2 separate regions of the Hermetia illucens genome follow, and region 2 is linked to region 1. The links are chromatin contacts, called in public Hi-C maps. All regions are on one chromosome and are shown on one strand. Each heading gives the region's core, a stretch centred on a gene start, on an enhancer-like site or on the middle of the called end of the contact. The rest is flanking DNA. Distances are from core to core; before and after follow the strand shown.

What was found. Hi-C and Micro-C count contacts between places; a contact is called where the count stands out from the background.
Region 2: a contact with region 1 is called in a Hi-C map of an unstated tissue, with 5 times the contacts expected there. The contact joins the promoter of LOC119647495 here to the promoter of LOC119649441 in region 1. A contact is called at or near these places in 2 of 2 Hi-C or Micro-C datasets (an unstated tissue and whole body).

Annotation. Positions count from the first base shown.
Region 1 is chr2:33,249,454-33,254,908 of iHerIll2.2.curated.20191125, forward strand. LOC119649441 (peroxisome biogenesis factor 1) reads right to left here and starts at 2,345. Exons shown (of 12, transcript XM_038051591.1): 1 at 2,068-2,345; 2 at 1,772-1,892; 3 at 1,607-1,710; 4 at 1,436-1,550. The coding sequence starts at 2,160.
Region 2 is chr2:33,438,270-33,443,724 of iHerIll2.2.curated.20191125, forward strand. LOC119647495 (RNA exonuclease 4) reads left to right here and starts at 2,992. Exons shown (of 1, transcript XM_038048453.1): 1 at 2,992-4,142. The coding sequence starts at 3,154. The coding sequence ends at 4,017. It overlaps LOC119647494 (formin-like protein), which reads right to left and starts at 2,942. Exons shown (of 9, transcript XM_038048452.1): 1 at 1,260-2,942. The coding sequence starts at 1,496.

The sequences.
Region 1 (5,455 bases), core at 1,095-3,594:
GCCGTCGCAAAGCAAATAGCACAACACCTCGAAAGCTTGATCGACAGAAAGCAGGCTAGTTTCCTATCCGGATTTTACTGCATTGACCACATCAACATCCCATGGATCATTCTGGAATAGTACGCGGAATTTTGATCTGCGCGGCACCTGCTCTTCATCGATTTCGAGAAAGCTTTTAATGGCGTGAGCAGGTAGTGTATCTGTAGTACTGTACACAGGAAGGGTATTCTGGAGAAACTAATAGCTATTATCAGAGCGACATAAGATGGTGCAAAATGTCACGTCCTGCTCCGAGGTAAAATCTCGGAGGACTTTGAAGTCCAAAGCGGAGTCCGCCAGAGTTGCATCCTGTCGCCAATATTATTTCTTCTTGTTATCGATGACATTCTTCATGTTGCCTTGTCCGGAGGACGTAGAAGAATTCAATGAACCAAGACATCTTTCCTCAAACACCTCAACTACGCTGATGACATCTGTTTGCTCCCTCACCGGGTCATGGACCTTGGCCAAATGGTTCTGGATTTGGAAAGAGAGGCAAGTAGAGTAAGACTGAAGATTCTCAGTCTGACGGATCATCGCACTCTCCCTAGCCGCATAAATGAGCAGAGCATCGAAAACGTCGATCAATTTGTATATCTAGGTAGCGTGGTTTTTGCCGACAGATGGATGTTGCCCGACGCAGTAACAGCGCTAGATTCATTCTGGCAATATAATTATCTCAACACTAAAATCCTAAGATCAAGTTGAGACTGTTCTGTGCTAGTGTTTTTTCTGTAGCACATGGAAAGTGAACTCCAATGTTACTCAAAAGCTCCAAGCTTTCGCCAATACCTGTCGGAGTACGGTGGCCTGGCCCTATCTCAAACGAAGAACTTGGCACTCGTATGCGATGTGATCAGAAGACAGAAGGAAGGCAACAATTGCATTGCGGACTATGACATGCAGTGGGATCCATTCTCCCAAAATGGCCCGCGGGTGAGTCGTTCGAAGGGTCGAAAGGCACTTGGCGTAGAACAGTAGAGGACGAGTGCGGGCATCTCGTGAAGTCGTGGGGTGTGCTGAATCGCATTTCAGGTAACCGCAAGCGATGACACGCTATACTCCACCAAAGAGTGAAAGGCAACGATGAATTGATTAGTATCCCATTGAGAATCTCCAGCGATGGACGTTGACGACTTCAGTCCGTTACGCCCTAAACACACAAGTGAGTGAAAAGGGAATCTAAACGGGCCAGCTAGAGCTGGGGTTGCGGCAATCACCTCCTGCCTGCAATAAATTAAAAATAAGTTCGAGACCTTTCTTGGTTCGTTAACGGGTTCCCAGAATATTATTTAAATCGGGGATCGGATGTTTATTCTGGCCGTCCCTAGCTTAAATTTCTCATTAACCATTTCCTACCAATGTTGAACAGGAAACGAAAGTCAAATCGACGTACCTACTGTGAAGTTAACCTGCATCGACCGATTTATCCACACAACCAGAATTTGAGTCGAATTGATCACCCGAGTTTGCTCCAGTAACGTAGTTTGGATTTGCTCCGTACTTAGCTCCTAGAGGACAAAAATTAATGTTAAGTACATCACGGAGCTTGCTTTGCTCTACTCACAATAATTTCCCAATCCTTGGCCGTGACCGGCGTTACAAATACGGATCTGATTGGAAGCATACTCTCGACAAGCGCCACCTTCACCAAGTCATTCTCCTTGAGCCCTGCAAGCACAATCAAAACGTCCTTTAACAACTCCCACCATTTCCACCTCAATAGACCCACCAATCTCCTTGGCCACTCGGGCGTTTATCCCGATCTCGGTATCCTTCATGGGGCCTGCGTGTGGCGCCCAGGTCACGTAGTGAAGCACCTTCCCACATGACAAACTAAGACACCCGTTCTCCTGCCAGAATGCCGTCAAAAGCCCACCAGAATGCGTAAAAGACAAAAACAGAAAGAAGCGACTCAGCATAATTTAAAAATAGCCAGTGACCATGAATAGTTGTCGCGCGCGCAAATTCCCCAACTCGGCTGCGTCCTTGTCTTCGCGTGCGCAACACGACCCGTGGAGCACTTACATATGTGGAGACCAAGTCATAGTAGTTGGACGGCAAAAGGACAAAATTGTTGCGCATCGGCCGGTACGTGAGCTTGAAGGTGCGGCGGAACATTTTGTCGGATCACAAAACCATGAATTAAAACGGATTCAGAATGCAACCGGAGCCGACTCGATTTTATCTTAAGCTGGGGGCAAAGTGCCTTCTCGCGCAATTCGCGTAACACCCGAATTACTGCAAAGTACTCGCCGAAATTGTGCAAAGCCAAAACGAACCGTGACAGCTATCAATCAGCTGTCCTTCCGCACGCAATTGACGCTTAGCAGCTGTTCTGTGTTTGGATGTGTAGTTGGAGAAATGGCTGCATTAAGATTGCTTGGCGCTGCAGTCGATTAGAGGAATGACGTCAGAATATCCGTTGCAGAGACATTTTTCTACAAAAAAGTTTTTGCTAACACACATTTCTCTTAACGCTGGGCTAGTGAGTCAAAAAAGCCTTTCGTCACAAGTCCAGTATATACTTAACGGTCTGCTGCAATAAATCCGTGAGAATCCCAACTTCAAAAAAGGGAAAAAGAAGATTTACTTCAATGCAAAACTGCTGTATCCGGTCCCAAGCCCGGTTGTGGAAAGAGGAGGGATGAATAGATTCAGTCTGAATGGCTGTAGGCAACCGCAACGTTCAAGGCCACCAGCATTCTGTCCGAGTAGCAAAAAACTGCCGAATGGGATGAAGGGATTGCATAAAGCATCTTATTATCGGCTCGGTAGTTGTAGGATAAGCAAAGAAATCTCTTTAGTTGTTATATTGATTCAGACGGGAATTGGTTTAGACAAGTGTCGAATCCAAGCCATCCGCAGAAGTGGTCACAATCCACATGTGAGATATACCATTGGTAACCTTCACACCCAAGCTATGACTAAGACAGACTTCTACAAATACCCAGGAATTCTGCAAGGAACCCATGCCCAAGTTGGTGATTTTAAGGATGCTCTGCCTTCATGACAACGTAGGTTGAACTTGGGGCATAACAATACCACCAAGTCGATCCCTACATGCTAATTTTCACAGCAAAGAACAGGCAAATCCCTTGCATGCAATTGTATGTAAGCAAGATTGCAGCTTGACTATATTTAACCTAAAGGCTCGGTCTTTCTACTCTCTGAGTCCGGTGAAGACAAACCAAGAGCGGATTGATGAATAAAAATCGAAGGCAAAACACAGTAAAAATAGAATTGCTTCTGGCAACCGCTTGTTGATTCCCATTTGTCGAATAGTTAGCTGTGTGCTGCGGAGATTTTGCTGAAATGGAGGGATTTATCTTTGCGTTTCAAGTTAACGTGGTCGGGCTTATAAAAAGCTGAAAAGCAGAGAAAGTCGCCACTAAATTGAGCAAAATGGATGTCAAATACCCCCATTATTGGATTCAGGATTTTTGTGTACGCAATAATATCACTGCAGGGAAATTAGTAAAGATCCAGTAATTGTTCTCATATAGATATGAGAGAATTGGTTAAAAAATGTTGGCCCAAAGTTCCTGAAAATTGCACTGCCAGTGGTATTTAACCAATTTAAAACCGTTTTGGTGAGAGCAAATTTAGGCGTGAAGGAAAAAGCTAAGATCCCAGTTATTGGAAAATTAAAAAAGCCACGGTATCGCTTCCGGAGAAATATAACAGCAACATATAAGCATAGGTGAGTTTTCCCATTTTGAAAGATATAATCAACATTGGGACTGAAGAAGAAGTGTGGAACATTGGTGCGTTGTTGGAAAAAATCCAGGTCCTGGGTGAAAGTTATGCGAAAAAATTCCAGGCCCGGGGGGAATCCCCCCTTCCCACCCCCAGGGGCGCCTGCTTAAATATAATAAAAATGGTCTTCTTATCTCTCAACACGACCTTCGTACATTATTCCATGGATCCGGGGATAATTAAATTATTAAAGGGAGATCCCAGAAAACAGCTTACAATAAAAGGATCGTAAGCAATATCGAAAACGGTCTTGGTAATATTGCAGTCAAAGTCTTTGAAGCTATTTTATTTATCCCAAAATAATGAGAATTGCGAGTCGCGTTGGCCATGACTTCGACAAACAGTTGAATCTCACTCAACCGAATTACAGCGCCTATGAATTATTAGCCGCGTATCGAAGCATCAAATACTTCCGTTTTTCCTTTGAAGGCAGGCCGTTCACTACGGATCACAAGCCTCTAACTTTTGATTTAGATCAGAAGCCGGCCAAAGCATCTGACATTCAACATGTGTCGCTGACGCTTTGCTTCGGATCTCTGAGACTAACATCCCCGTTGCAGTCGGGCGGTGGTACATTCAACCCAATCAACAATCGCAGTCTGCGAAGAGCTGTTTCCGGGTTTTGGAGCAAGGACGTTTGGCCGCGAAATACGCCGGATCTTAACTAGATGGGCTACTACGCCTGGTCCATTCTAGACAAAAGTCTCGGCTACACGACACATCACTGTTGATGAACTAATATGCCCCTGGGATGATATTACGGAGCATGAATGTGCGAGCATCATTCGCAATTTCCGTAAGTGACTTCGTAGATACATTGAAGCCCAAGCATAATGACCACTAGGTTAATTGCTATTTATATTTCCGTGAAAAGGTAACTTGCCAAAAGAACTAAATACAAATGGATACTAGAATAACATAACTTCTGAGCGCGAGGGAGCGCATCGCCGCCCTTCCTATATATGGATTTGGCGAGGAGTTTCCTCCGTAAAACCCGTTTTGAAACGAGAAAAAGCCGTCGTTAGACCTCTAGGGACAGTTCGACTTCAGAACACGCGGGTTGGCGCATACATCGATGGATGAGTCGAACTCATCTGCTTCGGGCATACATTCTTTTATAGAGTTTGTTTTTCTTCTTAGAGCCCGGAAAACGGCTACTTCCTTTGTTCGCGTGAAATTCCCACGACAGTTTGCGAACCATTGAACTTCTAGGTCAGGTACTATTAGGGGAAGATCCTGGGGACATATCGTAAGGGTCATGTAAGCATTATCCCACGGACACAAATTGATTTGGATACTACCATCAGAGCCCGTCGTGACTAATCCCGCGGTACTGGTCTATACTGAGTGCAGCCTCAGCATTTATACCAGTGAATGCAAGGCCTATTTCACACCTTAGCGGCAACTACGGGGTACGGCGCTCGCGTTATACAACGCATTTCCACGCTTAAGCCCTGCCCATGATATGGACACAACAACCACCAAACTTCCACAGGAGGACTAACCGCAAATAGCCGGACCAATAAATAATCTCCGGTGAGGCGGATTTAGGTCTGTTCGTTCTGTTACTTTAGTCGCCGGAAAAGAATACAACCCAGCCTCAACCATCTCGTCGCCAATCCTGTGATTTCGTTTTGCCGCTGCTGGTTCCGCTCTT
Region 2 (5,455 bases), core at 1,742-4,241, 190 kb after region 1:
GTTTCAGCCTTGCGCTGGAGAAAAAAAATTAGTCATCTTGACTAGAAGGAGAATTCCGGCCCTGCGTCCCCTATCGATCGGCGAGTTGACTATAGAGTCAAAACCAGCGATTAAATACTTTGGTTTAATGCTCGACTCGAAGAAGAGCTTCTTCGAGTAAATCAAGGCAGCAGCAGACAGGACTGCAGCTGAAGCCGCGGCCTTGAGTCGGCTAATCGTGAATGTCGGGGCCCTACATCTACTAGGAGACATCTCCTTATGGGAGCAACGCAGTCGGTTCTGCTCTATGACGCGGAGGTATGGGCTGATGCCCTTGACAATGAGGTGCGTCGTAAGATCCTTGCTCAAGTCGAGAGGCGGGTAGCTTTGCGAGTGGCGTCTGCTTATCACACCGTCTCCGAACCGTCTGTGATGGTAATCGCGAGAGTGATCCCCGTTGCCTTCCTTGCCAAGGAGCCCTAAGCTTAAGAACGTCAACGCAACCTTACCGAGTGGCAACTTTCTTGGCAAAATGAACCAAGAGCAGATGGACTACGGGGCTCATCGGCAAATTAGACCCGTGATTGCACCGAACGCATGGTGAGATTGATTACTTCCTTACCCAACTTCTAAGTGGGCGTAGAGGTTTCCTGTCTTACCTGCACAGACTTGGGAAGGCGCGATCTCCTGATTGTGTGTTCTGCAATGGAGTGGCAGATGACGCTGAACAAGGTGGAACGGCTTTCGTCAGCAGCTTTATGCAGACACAGGGGAGCTCTCTCCAGACAACATTGTCAGAGAGATGCTGAAGAGCGCTGGCAGCTGGAATCGTATTGCGCATTGTGTTCGGGTTCTTCTTATTGCGAAGAACATTGAACTCGACCAGCGAAGGGATAGGACGCTAAGGAGTTCCCTGAAGTGATAACTCCTTGCTCCCCTCCCCTCCCGTTGCTGAAAGGAATTCCCTGACTTGAAGGCTCCCAAAGACGGGAGAGCGGGAGGGCTAGCCCGAATTAATGTGTTAAATGGTTCCAGGGTAGTTCTTTGATGACAGGGAGGTGTTTAGTTGGTTGTCCGACAGCGTGCTGTTGCCAGAGTCCAACGTAAACGCATTCACCTACCCTTCTCCCGAAAAAAGGAAGAATTCAGAATATTTTTGAAATCACGTCAACGCCAAATCAGTCAAGGATACAAAAATAACTGAATTCGCAATCAATGAAATCGCCTGAAGAATTCCATGACCCACATTGACTAAAAATAAAAAAGGCTCAAGCACTTACCAAAACTTTCGCAAAACGTCGATCCAATTCGCTAGGATCAGGCATTGGCTGGGCCGATCTGCTCCGCACGCTCGCCTGCCGTACATGATTGTTCTGCTTCCACAGGATCGAGTTCTGTGGCGACAGTGGCGATTGCCCGCTGCCCCGTTGCAGGCCGCTCGTCAGGATGGATCCATTCTCGTCGGACACGGAATCCCCTGCCGCCGTGCCGAGCGGACGCGATCGTGCTACCCCCATTTTATTGCTGCCGGCGGCGACGGCGTCACCGGGACGCAGGGCACGGCGGCAGCAAAGGGTGCAACTTAGCAGTTGCTCGTGCAGGAGGCCGAAGAGCTCCAGTCCAAAGATGTTCTCCGGCAGAGCGGACCGGAACGAGTTGAACGACCACGTTTCCCTGTTGCGAAACAGACTGAGAGATTGGACTGGTTACGGCGGGGGTGAAACGGGGGCTGCCGCGGATGCTGGCGACAGGGATGCTGGTCTTCAGAAGAAGCGAACGGGGGACCCTTGAGGGTATCAGTTTGGAGTCGATATCCTTCGCGTGACGGATCAAAACTGCAATTTTCCTAGCACTTCTTGCACAACTCTCACGAAAGTTCGGGCAGTCGCCGACCTGCCGCACTTGAAAAACAAAAAGGTCGTGACTGTCGCGGACGAACTGAAACAATTTCTGCGCCGGGCTCAAGCCGAAAGCATCGAGCGTATTCCACGAATTGGACGCCGAAAGGACAATTTCGAACCGCACGGTAGACGCAGTAACACACAATTTCGAGACAATTTTCCAACAAGCTGCGAAACGCTCCTTTTTGTTCACTCTGACCGCAATACAACTGACATCCCGTCGTCCTGTCAACTGTCACAAAATGGGAAGGACCCGGTCGCCGGTCACGTTCGAAAGTCCACGACAACTTCCGCTTGCATCCGACGTCGCGGGGCTGCTGCTGTGTGCGTGCGCGCGGTCATCAAATCTCCGTGGAAATCCTTTCAGGCGAGACCGAGACGCCACCTAATTGCGGGCACGCGCCAGAGTGGGACGCAAGAACAACAAAGCGACGGAATGATGCATTCCGCGCCCGTCGCCGGAGACGAGTGCAATCGACTTCTTGTCAAGCTGCAACGAGGGGGCGTGCGACTGTCTCTTTCGCGCGAGGCACCCTTTCAGGCCGTTTGCAGGCGAGGAGTTCGACAACTTTTGACGAATTTCCGATTAGGATTCGAATTTCCAGCAAAACTAGGCTCGGATGGCGGCCACAGACTCGGTTCCTCCTCAACTGCAGACTTTCGCGGACGAGCTCGTTATATTCCACAACACACAAAAGGGACACAAACAGAACTGGAAGCGGAACGAAAAAATGCAACAGGTTTTCCGCGTTTTTTCACTGGACTTTCAGGGGACGTTTCCGGGGGATGTTCTGCAGAAATGGGGGAATCCTCGGGCACAGCGAAAATAAATAAAATCCAAAAGCAATTGCGGGGACACGAGCACAGTCGACAAAACAGTTAGTAGCGACGCGACGTAAACACGGGCGGCGCGAAATACGACACTCCCAACCTCAGTACATCATAAACTCGACTGAACTCCGAATTCCATGGAAAAACTCATGAAGTGTTTTGTGCAATTGTCCTCCAACCTACCGTCGCGCCATCTTTCCAGCCAGCGGCCATCCGACACTTTCCGAATGTATTCGCCTCTCTACCACGAAGAAGACACCCAACCGCTTTGACATTCCGTTTGACAGTCAATCTGACACTTCGTACCACGAGAGTTTTTCCACTCGACCCGCGAACATCTGATCGCAGTACGGAGCGATTTTTCCTGGAATGTCATCGAATTTTAAATACATTTTTCACTCGGACAACTGAATGGAAACGGCAAATTGTCGTCGGGGACTCGATGCTTCAGTTCGCATTTGCAATTGTTACTGTCTGGCTGGTTTTCAAGTTTACTGGTTACGCCATGATGAAGGGTGAGACGAAGAGCGCGCCCGAAAAGGGTTCAACCGGGACAAACTCAAACAACTCCAGCAAGCAGAAAACGGGATCTCCACAGAAGTCAAGTAGCGGAAACGCTATCTCGATTTTATGTCGACGCATGGCGGGTTCGAACTGGGATAACGCTCCCGAAGCCAACAAAAAACCAACCGCCACCGACCAAGACGAGAAACCACAAAACAAAAGGAAAAAGGACAAACCGAAGAGATCGGCGAAATGGACCAAGTTTGTAGCGATGGATTGCGAAATGGTCGGCATCGGACCGAACGGTCAGGACGATATGCTGGCGCGGGTGTCCATAGTCAACCAAAACGGCGAAGTGCTCATGGATAAGTACGTCCAAGCGCAAGAGGAGGTGGTCGACTACCGGACAAAAGTGAGCGGCATTCGTCCTCATAACATGGAGAACGGCGAGGAGTTCGAGAAGGTGCAACAGGAGGTGAAGCAGATGCTGCGCGACAAAGTGCTTGTCGGCCACTCGGTGAAGAACGACCTGGCCGTCCTGCGAATCAAGCATCCGTACCAACACATCCGGGACACAGCTAAGTACCGGCCGCTCGCTAAGCTTGTGTCGAACGGAGCCACTCCGAGCCTGAAGCGGTTGGCCAAGGCGATACTGGGAATGGACATTCAAGGCGGCGAGCACAGTTCCGTGGAGGACGCGCGCGCCTGCATGCAGGTCTATGTACGTTTTAGTGCAGAATGGGAGCGGTACCTGCAGAAACTCATCCACCACCGAACGCACCATGGCCGGCGTAGGAGCTAGTTGTTCATGATCATTGAATTTTTCTTTCTTCACTTCACTCTCTACTGTTTTAGCTTACGATATTGATGTTACGAGATATTATGAGGATTATCTTTTGTAATAAAAATAGATTTTTATTGATCTTATGCGTTGGATTTTTTTTAAAATTAGTCGTTTTATGAGCATAGTTCTGTGGCGAGTCTAAAATTTACTTCAGATTCGTCCGTCTTGTCGCCTTCTATGGTTCTGAGTGTTGACCGACTATAAAAGATGGTAACCGTAGACACGGTAATAGAGGCGAAGATGATGCGTTAGACCTGTGGCGTAACACACCTTGATCACATGCAATATGAGGATATCCCCGATCGATCTGGGGTTGCACCCGTGGAGAAAGTTCCAGAGAAGCGTCTCCGATGGTATGGTCACGTAATTCACTGTAGGAAGAATTCACTTGCCAAGGTGGTTCCGAACATCGAAGTCGTTGAAAAACAACCAAAAGGCCGGCTGAAGCAACGGTGACTTGATTCCTCGGATGGTGATCTCAAACCCTCGCGACTGCATCCAAATAGGCCTTTAACAGAACAAAATGGCGCGCCCGATCAAGACGAGCCGATCCCGCTTTTGAACGGGACAATGGCTAAAGAAAAATTAAAAATAATAATAATAATAATCGTTGGCACAACAATCCATATTGGATCAGGGGCTTAAAGTGTGTTGTTCAAGACCGTAACGATACAGTACAGAACACTGTAGGAGGCAATGTGATCAGCATCGCACTCGCCCGAGATTATTGCCTTGATTTAACTCAGGTACTCATTCACAGCTGAGTTGACTAGTGCCCGACGTCCAGTCACGATAAATTTCTAGCATTCTAGGCAATTTTTAAAAATGCCTGCACACATCTGTTGGATAACTGTGTTAGCAAATGTGTGTAGGGTCTTGATAATTGCTGTTGGCTTGCTTACCATAAATAAAATGTTTGGTTTTCATGTATAGGATTGGGATGCAAACAACAAGGAATGAAAAGCAACAGATATGCTTGGGACAAGAGCCAGATGATCGGACGCAACGTGCATTTTAAAGCTTAAAATCTTGTGTGAAAGAGAATAAAATATTAAATGAACTATATAACTCCGAGTCGTCTTTTATTGAAATTTAAAGTTGATTATAGTTAGTAACAAAAACCCAACAATGGTGGCCCCGACGACGGGGAATGCATTCATTGGATGCACCGATGACGAAAATATGAGGATCCATGCCACCGCTTACATCGGCCTCTTCACAACATTAACTCAACTTTACAGCAGGTATCCATCATCTCTAAACGATAACGTGAAGTTGCCACTTCCCCCGAGTCGAAGTCAAGCTCATCCAAAGCCGCAATATACTCAGGGCGTTCACTAATTGGACCCGGTTCGCTTTCCAGAGGCAATCTTGCTCCGCCGCGGCTGAACAACAT